3 separate regions of the Sus scrofa genome follow, and regions 1 and 3 are each linked to region 2. A link is a contact called in public Hi-C and HiChIP or PLAC-seq data. All regions are on one chromosome and are shown on one strand. Each heading gives the region's core, a stretch centred on a gene start, on an enhancer-like site or on the middle of the called end of the contact. The rest is flanking DNA. Distances are from core to core; before and after follow the strand shown. Region 1 holds the start of TRIM15 (tripartite motif containing 15). Region 2 holds the start of GABBR1 (gamma-aminobutyric acid type B receptor subunit 1). Region 3 has its middle 15 kb from the start of TRIM26.

Region 1 (3,515 bases), core at 156-2,655, 150 kb after region 2:
GATCCTTAACCCATTGAGCGAGGCCAGGGATCAAACCCATATCCTCGTGGATACTAACTGGGTTCCTTACCACTGAGCCACAACAAGAACTCCTTTTTTTTTTTCCCCTACATTCTTTTTAATTGGTGCTAAATCTTTGAAGTCAGGGCATATTTTACACATCTCAGTTTGGACTGGCCACATCTCAAATACTCAGCAGCCTCATGTAGTTAGAGCTCTTGTGCTGGACAGTGCAGCTCCTTGTTGGGGGCAGAGGTATAGGAGGTGGGGGAAGGGAAGGTGACATACAAAATAGCTGGAGTGGGAAGGGAGCGAAATGGGGTGGGGCACCGATCATCCAGAGGAGAATTGGAATGAGTTTTCCTTGGTTTTATCCACAGATGCAGGTGAGTGGATGAAGCACCCTGGCTGTTTGCTCATTCTCTTGGCTCAGAGTTCAGGAAGGGCACAGAGCTGGAAGCCTGGAGACCCGCATGGACCCCAGCCTTGCAGCTTTCTAGCTCTGTGACCTTGGGGAAGTCACTTTACCTTTCAGTTTACATTTCCTGTACTCATCACCTGCCCGCAAGGGTTGTTATCAGATTGGATGTAATAATATGAAAACACTAAGCCTTAGATAAATGTGGTTGAACCTGTCTCTCTTTTCAATTGTTTTCTAAATTGTATCAACACGAATGGTTTGTATTATGCTTTCTTGCCTTCTCCCTCCTGCAGTTAAAACTAAAATTGAAGTTCAGAGTTATCCATCCTTCAGTGGGGACCCTGGTGCTGGGAGACGGTGGGGATGGGAGAGACCAGCCCAAGCTGAGGAGGTGAGAAGGGAAGGCGGCCAGAGGAGGGGGCCCTGGTGAGCAATCTTCACTTGCCCCCCAGAATGGAACAGACTTTCCTGGAAGTCAGCACCTCCCACTCCGGCTGGACTTTGCCGCTGCCGTGTGCACACCTCAAAGCCCGAAGTTTATGGCTCTCACCTGCTCAGTCGGACAGGAAGCAGCAGATCCTCCCCAACTCCCCTTGACCCCACTGTGATCAAGGTAGGGGTTCCAGGAAACCCCCTCTCCCTGTGACTTCATGGCATGCTCTCCTCCCCACCCCAGGGGCTGGAAGGACCAGAAGGAGAGGAGAACCGGGCGGACAGGGGCCCCTGTTGGGAAATGCTGGGTAATTCGAGATGCCCTGGAGTTTGGACTCGCTCAGCTGATAGGTGGTGGCGGGGACTCTGGGAAGCACAAGAGGTGGAGTCAGGCGTCTGTCTGTCCAGACACTCCTGTCCTCCTCGCTCTCCATTCCCGCCTTCCCCTCGCTTGGCCTCCTATTCCTTTCCCTCCGTGACTCAATTTCAGGGAAAGAGAATTCGCGTGGGATCAGGGCAGAGACCAGAGTGAACGGGCCGGGCGGCACCGGGATGCCCTTGACCCCCTCCCACAAAGGGGCCGTCTGTTCGGACTGCCAAGGGCGACTGGAGGATGCGGTGACCGCCGCCTGCGGACACACCTTCTGCCGGCTCTGCCTCCCCCTGCCCCCCCAGATGGGGGCCCAGCCCTCCAGCAGGGTCCTGCTCTGTCCAGTCTGCCAGGAGAAGGAGCAGACAGAGCCCGTCCTAGTCCCCGTGCCCCTGGGCCCTCTGGGGGAGACTTACTGCGAGGAGCATGGCGAGAAGATCTACTTCTTCTGCGAGAATGATGCCGAGTTCCTCTGTGTCTTCTGCCGGGAGGGTCCCTCCCACCAGGCCCACGCCGTGGGCTTCCTGGATGAAGCCATCCAGCCCTACCGGGTAAGAGGTATGGGGTCAGCGTGGGGCCCATTGGAGCAGGACAGTGTCCCGCGGTGGGGGGTGGGGAGGGAACAGGGCAGGGGGAGGGGGAGGGGGTTGCGTGAAAGGGCTACGGGCATCCACTTCCAGGGACCCCCAGGCTGCTGGGACCCAGACTGAGGGGCACGCAGTTCCACGTGGATGTGTGGTCATCTGCAGCCTTAGGGGGAACATCAGCTCCTGCCGAGAGGACCCCATGGTGATGGAACCCAGAGAATTGTAGCCGTGCCTTCACGCTAGGGAAGGAGAAGAGGGCGGGAGGCCCCCTCCTCAGCTTCTGGGCAGTGTGGCCGGGGCCTCCCGGATCCAGATTGGATATGAGATTTAGCCAGACCTTGACTGCTGGGGCTCAGAGAGGAGAGAGAGTCCAAGAAGGCTTCCTCCAAGCAGAGCTCTTGTTTTTGAGAGCAGGAGGTGTGGCAGATACTAGCCCATCTGGTCTTGGGGACATTATCATTCCGTCTGCCTCTCAGATCTCTTGCTTGTCACCCAGGCTCCAGCTCTGGAAATGGCCTCCTCAGAAGCTTGGCTCATCTTTCCCTCTGCATCATCTCCACAACCGCCACCCCCAAATCCAGGCTGCCCACCTGTCATCCAGGCTCCAGCCTATGCTCCCCTTTCCGGTCACCTGCCAAGCTTCCCAAATCACACACCCCATCATGTCCCTCCCCTTCCATAATCCGCCCCTGGATCCCTAGGGCCCAAAGAAAGCCTGTGACTTTAGCAAGGCTTCAAGGCCACCTGCAGGCAGGATCCTGCCTTCTTGTCCAGTCTCATGGCTCAGCTGCCGGCCCCTGGCACCATATGTCCAGTGCCAGACTGGCCATTGGTACCTGCTGTTTGCTGAATTAACTTCCTTTCTTGCTTCTAATGCTTTTACCATGTAGCTCCTTCCTTTTGCAAAGCTCTCCTTTCCTCTCATTCTTTTTTTTTTTTTAACCATTTTTACTATTTGTTAGTGTACAGTTCAGAGACATTAAATACTCTCCTACCCCTCTCGTACCCAACTGGAAATTTATCTTTCAAGGCTCACTGTAACCGGTTTCTGCTTCTTTTTTTTTTTTTTTTTTTTTTTTTTCCTTTTTTGGGTGCCCTGAGGCATATGGAGTTCCCAGGCTAGGGATCAGATCGGAGCTGCAGCAACGCCAGATCCTTTAAGCCACTGTGCCCAGCCAGGGATTGAACCTGTGTCCCCGGGGGAGATGTCACTGATCTCCAGTTTCTGCTTTCTAAAGCCTTTTCTTCCCTCCAGTCAGAACTGTCCCCTCCGCTGTGCTGCTGTCATCTCTCCTGTGCCCACACCTGTGCATTTGACTGTTGCATTTGTCCATTTGTATTTTAATCACTTGTGACTCTGCCCCTAGATGGTGATCTTTTAGGGGCAAGAACTGGGCTTTTTTCACCTTTGAATTCCTCAGCACTTAACAGTGTGCCCGGAAGACAGCAGACAATATCTGTGAGTTGAATTGTGACTTCAGCCTCTTCTTCTGGCCGGTTCTTCTCTCCGCAGGACCGTCTCCGGGGTCGACTGGAGGCTCTAATCACAGAGAGAGATGAGATTGAAGACATGAAGAGCCGGGAGGACCAGAAGCTCCAAGTGCTCCTGGTAAAGGCCTTGTTCTTGGCTGCTTTGTCTTTTAGGGGCTTCCTTTTCTTTTCCTTCTTACTTATTTATGTTTTAAATTTTATTTTTTCTATTTAT
Region 2 (3,291 bases), core at 149-2,648:
ATGCACAATCAGATTTGCCTTATTATAGTTGGCTTATAGTCATGTTAAAAACTGGGTGTTATTGGCGGCATAGGGTCTCTGCGTTGGAGACAGATATTAAAAAATGTGATGAAATCATTTTAGGATGTTTCTGCATAATCTGTCACTAATAATCCTCAAAGAGATCAATTCACAAGATGAATAGCCAAGTTATTTTCTCAAATAGTGGCCTACTGAAGGGAGGATGAAATGAAGTGTGCAGGCTGCTAACTTTACAGCCTTCAACGGCACACAGCAAAGTCCCTGTACATAGTGGTCTTTCAGCACATATACTGGTAAATTTCACTACACTGGATTTAAAGTGCTGACTTGCAGGCAATAAAGCTAAGTTTGAGGCAGGAAGAAGAACTGGCTTGAAGAGGGGAGGGGCTTTGCGAGGCTACTCACCACAGCGGCTGGGTGTGTCCATATCTGTCCAGGAGCCGTTGGCCAGGCACTTGCGGACCTTGGGCCCCACCACCTCGCGCTCCCCCCGGCACACATACTCAATCTCATAGTCCACGGGCAGGAAGTTGATCGCCTTCACCTGGTCCCGAGTCAGGCCCCTGTACCTGATGCCCCCTTCCCAGGGCGGGTGTATGATCTGGCAACCTGCGTCCAGGGGAAGGCGGAGAGAGAGGGAAGGTGGGGGAAAGGAAAAGGCGGAGTCAGCAGCCGGAGGCAGCGGGGGGCGCAGGGCGAGGTCAGTGGGCAGGTGGAGGACAGAGGGGATGGGATGGGGTGTTGGAGGGTGGGAGTGGGGGTGGGTACTGGAACCCTGGGCTAAAGGACAAAGCAAAATGAGCCAGGGCTAAGGCTCATCAGAGCGCCCACAAGTGGGAATAGAAGGGTGCTGGTTGGGATAATGGAGAAAAGTAATTAAGAAATCGTGAACAGATAGACTATGCGAGTGAACTTGTAAGACAGGCTAAAGGAGAATCTCAGCAGAATAAGGAGGAAAGGAGAGGGGGTCTTCTAATGCCACCTGGGCAGCAATGTGGAAGGAGGGAAAAGGCGGAACTGAGGTAGCAATGTGGGGCCAGGGAAGAGGGATGGGGTTGAGGAAATAACGTGGTGTCACAGAGAGGTGGCCTGGTAGAGTAATGGGGGGGCAGAGAAAAGGCGTGCTGGGTAATGACGGGGGGGTGATGGAAAGGAGGTCAGGAGTAGTAAAGTGGGGCCGAGCAGACGGGCTGGCCAGGCCGGGATGCCATGTAGGGCCGACCGGATAGCAGAGCGGATGCAAGGAAAGGGGGAGTGGGGTGGTGGGGTGCCCGAGGTCGCTGGAGAAGGGTGCACCTTCTGAGGTGGCGTTGGGGGTCTGCGCCCCGCCCGCGCCCGGGGGGCGGAGGAAGAGCGGCGCCAGCAGCAGCAGCAGCATCTGAGTGAGAGGCGGCCGTGAGGACGGGACCGAGCCCCGCCAGTGCCGGTCCGGACCCGGGAGGCGGCCCGGCCTCCCTCCGGGCCGCCTCCCGGGCTCCGACCCGGCTCAGCCGGGGGACTGGAGAGCGCCCCGCGGAGGAGGCGGGGGCGGAGCCCGGCGCGGGTGGGGGAGAGGAGGAGAGAGAGCCTGTCCCCACCCTCCTCCTGCCTCCCTCGGCCCCCCCACCCTCCCGGGACTCCACCTCTCACCACCTCCTCTCCCCCGGCCCCCGCGGCTCGCCCGAGCCCGGCTTCCCCACGCTCCCGGGCTCGGCCGCCTCGCCGCTCCCGGTTCCTTCCCCGCCGCTCCCCCGGCCTCCGGCTCTCGGCTCGGCCCTCCCGCGCGCCCCTCTCCGGCCCCGAGCCCCCCGGCCCTGGCTCTTACCTCGGCGCGCCGGCCCAGCTCCCCGGCTCTCCCGGGCCTCAAGGCCCCAGGCCCGGCCGCTCCTCCCCGCTCCCCCCCTCCTCTCTCCTCCACCTTTCCCCTCCTCCCGGCCCTCCTCCCCGCGAATCCGGGCTCCTGCCCGGCCAGGGTCTCCCCCTCCTCTCTCGCCTCCCCCAAACCCCACCCCCGTCTCTCCTTCCCCGGGGCGGCGGCGGCCGCGGGAGCGGGGAGCCGGGAGGGAAGGAGGCGGCGCCGGGGACCGGGAAGAGCTCCCGGGCGGAGGGAAGAAGGAGGGTGCAGGAGGAGACGGGGCGGGGGGAAGCGAGGGGGAGACCGGGGAGAGGGCACCTCCCACAACCCGAGCCCCGGGAGCCGCCCCGGATCGCAGCCCCGCCCTGGACCGCCCACAGCGCCGGGGGGCGGGCGGCGGAGGAGCGGGGCTCCGAGGCCTGAGAGAGGGACACCCGTGCACGAGCACACGCGCGGGGACCCGCGGGCTAGACGACTGGAAGCTGGGGTGGGGGCGAGGGAGCCCGAGCCAAAGGCCAAGGAGCTGACGCTGAGACGGGGAATCTGGGATGCAGGTGGAGAAAGACGGCTGCACAAAGAGGAAGGAGCCTGGTTCGGGGTGAGATGAGAGACTGAGGCCGAAGGCCGGATGAGAAGGAGATGAGGTGGGAGAGAAAGGAGAAGCCAGGGTCAGACAGGGGAGGGGGTGAAGGCCCGGAGCCACCTCAGCGCGACAGGAGTTGGATGGGGAAGAGACAGCTGGTGACCAGAGAGCTCTGCTACTCGCCTGCTTGGGGGAGGGAACGAGGAGAGAGGATTGGAAGCAAAAGACGAGAAGAGGAGCATCAAGGAGAGAAATTAAAGTAGGAGGGGAGGAGAAGAAAGAAAGAAAGCAATGAGCAAAAAGAGCCTCCAAGTGGGCAGGAGCCAGCATTATCTTCTCTACTCCAGCAGGGCCTAGCAATCAATATTTCTTGACTAAGGGAGAACTGGAAGCTCTCAAGACAGTCGGGGAAGTGCAGGCCTTTTGACGGTTCCGGAGGCTCCTGGCTATTGTCTGGTGGTGGAAGGTGTGTGCCTGTGTCTGTGTGTAGTGTGTGTGTGTCACGGCGTGCACGCGCGTGTGTATATTGTTCATGGGAGTGAGTCTGGGCTACCAGAGGAGAGAGAGGGCTCCTTCTGGGGAACGAGGCAGGGAAAAGCTTCTGGTGGGGAAAAAAGCCAAATACCATGAGGCTGATTAGAACTGATTCAAACATTTATTTTCTTTGGCCTTGCCCGGGTCACGTGGAAGTTCCTGGGCCAGGGATGGAACCCAAGCCACAGCAGCAACCCAAGCCCCGAAGCCACTGCAGTGACAACACCAGATCTTAACCTGCTGCCCCACAAGAGAACGCCTCCACCTTCAAGCATCTTGTAATGACTCCTTTACTGTGCTGAACTGAAATTCCCAGGAT
Region 3 (3,618 bases), core at 770-3,269, 180 kb after region 2:
CTCAGTTGTTTTTCATAACAAGCCACCCTGGAGTTCCCATTGCGGCTCAGCGGTAAGGAAACCAACTAGTAACCATGAGGATGCACGTTTGATCCCTTGCCTCCCTCAGTGGGTTAAGGATCTGGGGTTGCTGTGAGCTGTGGTGTGGGTCACAGACGCAGCTCATATCTGGCATTGCTGTGGCTGTGGTGTAGACCAGCAGCTACAGCTCCGATTCAACCCCTAACCTGGGAACCTCCATATGTCACAGGTGAGGCCCTAAAAATAAATAAATAAACAAACAAACAAACAAATAAATAACAAGCTACTCATTTCACCTTTATGAATCTGAAGAATTTTTAGGAAAGGAGGACAACATATCACATAGCATAACAAGAGATGTTCCCACTGCTTTTATCCTTCAGGAAATTCCAAAGGTATAGGGAATTGTTGAACCAGAAATTATGCACAAAAGTCAAATATATATGAGAAATATATCTCAATGACCAAACATCTACTTCTTACAAATCACAATATCACAAATGTGATGGGCCTGTTACAGTGCTTGGCATTTAGTAAGCAGTTAATGTTGAAGATGGTGTTGGGGCAGATTCCCTTAGAATGAGCTCCTGGAGGGAAGCTCAGTGAATGATGTCTCAGATGACAAGTCCAAGTCAGAATCATACTGGTGTAAGCATCTTAAATGGGCACCAAAAAGAATGTATTTAGAAGTAAGAAAACCCTGGGAGTTCCCGTCGTGGCGCAGTGGTTAACGAATCCAACTAGGAACCATGAGGTTGCGGGTTCGGCCCCTGCCCTTGCTCAGTGGGTTAAGGATCCAGCGTTGCCGTGAGCTGTGATGTAGGTGCAGACGCGGCTCGGATCCTGCGTTGCTGTGGCTCTGGTGTAGGCCGGTGGCTACAGCTCCGATTGGACCCCTAGCCTGGGAACCTCCATATGCCACAGGAGCGGCCCAAGAAATGGCAAAAAGACCAAAAAAAAAAAAAAGTAAGAAAACCCTCACTTATCTATTCTTTTTCTCATATGTGATGGAGAAACCTGGGGCAAAGTTGAAAACCTGGGATAAGTCCAGTCAAGCACTCTAGGGCAAACATGACGGAGGTGGCAGAACCAGAATCTCAGATACTCAGAACCACAGGTGAAGGAAGAAGTGGAGCCAGGAGCGGCCTCTGGTCACAGCCTCTCTAGGGCTGGATGTGCCCTGACTTCAAAAAAAGTGTAGCTTCATTGCCTGGATGTCGGAGTAGGGAATTAAAAAAAAGAAAGAAAGAAAGAAGGAGTTCCCATCATGGCACAGGGGAAACGAATCCGACTAAGAACCATGAGGTTGCGGGTTCCATCCCTGGCCTCACTCAGTGGGTTAAGAATCAAGACATTGCCATGAACTGTGGTGTAGGTGGCAGACGTGGCTCTCAGATCTGATGTTGCTGTGTTGTAGGCTGGCAGTTGCAGCTCCAATTGGACCCCTAGTCTGGGAACCTCCACATACTGCAGATGCGGCTCTAAAAAAGCAAAAACAAGAAAGGAGGGAAGGAAGGAAGGAAGGAAGGAAGGAAGGAAGGAAGGAAATATATTCTAATTCACGGAAGAACAAAAACCTAAACTAATGAGAATTGCTGTGTAGATTATCTTTAATTTGGGACTAGGGGGCTATCACCAGTGAAGAGTATCTTGGTAAATTCTCTCCCTCCCATCCCCATTAGAAAGAAGACTTAAGAGCTAATTATCCTCATCATGACAATAAAGCCATTACCATCCCCTCACAGCAGTCTCTTTGTATAGGGATTCTGAGACTGAGTGAGTGGCCCAAAGAACCAAGCAGAAATAACAATGAATGCACAAGTCAAGGTGCCCACCCTGCAGATGTAAAGGCCTGCTATTCCGGTCTTGGCTCAGTCAATGACTTTGACCTTTGGAAAATCACCCCCATTTGCGTGCTGCTTCTACCCCCTGAGCATCAGCTTGTTCCTCATAGAAAAGGGGACCAACTTTGGGTACTTCCTTCTAGTCTCTTGGGAAAGCAATGACCTCATACCTTTGGGCTCAGGGAAAACCATGAGCTCTAGAAACAGGAAGACCCTGATTCATATCCTGACTCACATGTTAGTTGTGTGATCTTTGGGAGGTTTACTTAATCTCCTTGAGCTTCCAGATTCCTGGTTTGAAAACTGGGGACAAGAACCCATCTTAGGATACTGTTATCAAAAATAAATAAGGGCGTTCCTGCCATGGTGCAGTGGCATAATTCGTTTCTGCCAGGCACGCTGTGAGTCAAGTGGTCAGTCTGAATTTTTTTTTTCAGTTTCACAAGAAAACAGACCAGTACACTGACATGCTCAAGGAATTTTGTTTTTACTCTTTAAATCCTGAGTGGCTGTGACAGTCCAGGCTGTGGTGGCTGGAATGGGACACCTCCTCTGCTCTAGACTCAGGACTCAGATCCTAGCCTGGGAACTTCCATATGCTGCAGGTGCAGCCATAAAAAGACAAAGAAAAGGAAAAAAAGGTAGTTCCCTGGTGGCCTAGCAGTTAAGGATTAAACATTGTCACTGCTGTGGTGCCAGTTCAATTCCTGGCCCTGGGAATTTCCACATGCCATGGGTGTGGCCAAAACTCCAAGAAAACCCAAAGCAAACAAACCAAAAAACACATGAAAAAATGACCCCTTTCCACAAGGGAAGATACTACCTGGAGAAGTGCCACCCTAAGAACGTCAATTACAGAACAGTCTGAAGGAGACTAAAAATCAGTATTTTTCGGAGTTCCTGTCATGGCTCAGTGGTAACGAATCCAACTAGTACCCATGAGGACGTGAGTTCGATCCCTGGCTTTGCTCAGTGGGTTAAAGATCCGGCATTGCCATGAGCTGTGGTGTAGGTTGCAGACGCGGCTTGGATCCTGCGTTGCTGTGGCTCTGGCATAGGCCAGCATCTACAGCTCTGATTCGACCCCTAGCCTGGGAACCTCCATATGCCGAGGGTGTGGCCCTAGAAAGAAAAAAAAAAGAAAAGAAAAGTAATTTAGCACAAATCTCTGCTGAGAGAGCTCCTAACATTTCCCTCCCAGGAAGAGGGCAGTCAATCCAGCAGGAAAGGGGCGGAGGCAGGAGGCAGCCATAAGCAGAGACAGATAAACATGTGAGAAGCTTAAGGAAGCACTAATTCCATAGGACAACAATAACCGTGACTAAGTGGATGCATACTAAAGTGTGTATGAGATTGTTTTTCAGACATCAAAACTTGGAGGAAAACCAGTACAGGAAGTAAGAGTAATCATAGTTTGGCCTCATGACCAGCTGTAACTCCCTTGGACACAGACATGATAATGAACATAGTCAGCAATCAGCCAACCGATGTCAGGTGTCTACCTTGAAGGGAGGGAAAGGATGGGACGTGCGGGTGAGCGTGGCAGGTGTGCGGGTGAGCCTGGTGGGTGGTATGGGGAGGAACAGAGCTCATCTTCCTTCTCCACAGTGGAAAATTAGAGGACCATGCCCCAAACTCATGTTATTTACAAAAAATGAAGGTGAACACCAAAATAAAAAGAACGAACGGGGACATGAGGGAGCGGAACGAGGCAGGGTTCTGTTCTCTCTGCAGTGATAAGCATTATAGATCT

What was found. Hi-C and Micro-C count contacts between places; a contact is called where the count stands out from the background. HiChIP or PLAC-seq counts read pairs in DNA pulled down with a chosen protein or histone mark.
Region 1: a Hi-C map of alveolar macrophages shows a contact between it and region 2, with 2.1 times the contacts expected there. The contact joins the promoter of TRIM15 here to the promoter of GABBR1 in region 2. A contact is called at or near these places in 1 of 5 promoter capture datasets (liver), 14 of 47 Hi-C or Micro-C datasets (alveolar macrophages, embryonic fibroblasts, epiblast stem cells and 9 more) and 2 of 2 datasets of contacts at active chromatin or transcription factors (alveolar macrophages and skeletal muscle).
Region 3: an H3K27ac HiChIP or PLAC-seq map of alveolar macrophages shows a contact between it and region 2. The contact joins the enhancer-like site here to the promoter of GABBR1 in region 2. A contact is called at or near these places in 6 of 47 Hi-C or Micro-C datasets (epiblast stem cells, fetal skeletal muscle, liver and 3 more) and 2 of 2 datasets of contacts at active chromatin or transcription factors (alveolar macrophages and skeletal muscle).

Annotation. Positions count from the first base shown.
Region 1 is chr7:22,730,337-22,733,851 of Sscrofa11.1, forward strand. It overlaps TRIM15 (tripartite motif containing 15), which reads left to right and starts at 1,406. Exons shown (of 7, transcript NM_001123208.1): 1 at 1,406-1,774; 2 at 3,324-3,419. The coding sequence starts at 1,406. It overlaps LOC110261490 (a long non-coding RNA gene), which reads right to left. Exons shown (of 5, transcript XR_002345605.1): 4 at 2,148-3,350; 5 at 1,639-1,767. It also overlaps a transcript of TRIM10 not described here.
Region 2 is chr7:22,575,715-22,579,005 of Sscrofa11.1, forward strand. It overlaps GABBR1 (gamma-aminobutyric acid type B receptor subunit 1), which reads right to left and starts at 1,399. Exons shown (of 14, transcript NM_001123114.1): 1 at 1,318-1,399; 2 at 427-630. The coding sequence starts at 1,399.
Region 3 is chr7:22,751,347-22,754,964 of Sscrofa11.1, forward strand. No RefSeq gene overlaps it. Among named protein-coding and RNA genes, the nearest start is that of TRIM26, 15 kb to the right of the region's middle. Within about 2 kb of position 2,020, at least 5 of the 83 cell types and tissues checked have an H3K27ac peak or open chromatin away from gene starts, as enhancers often do. A contact at or near this core is called in alveolar macrophages, where this site is marked.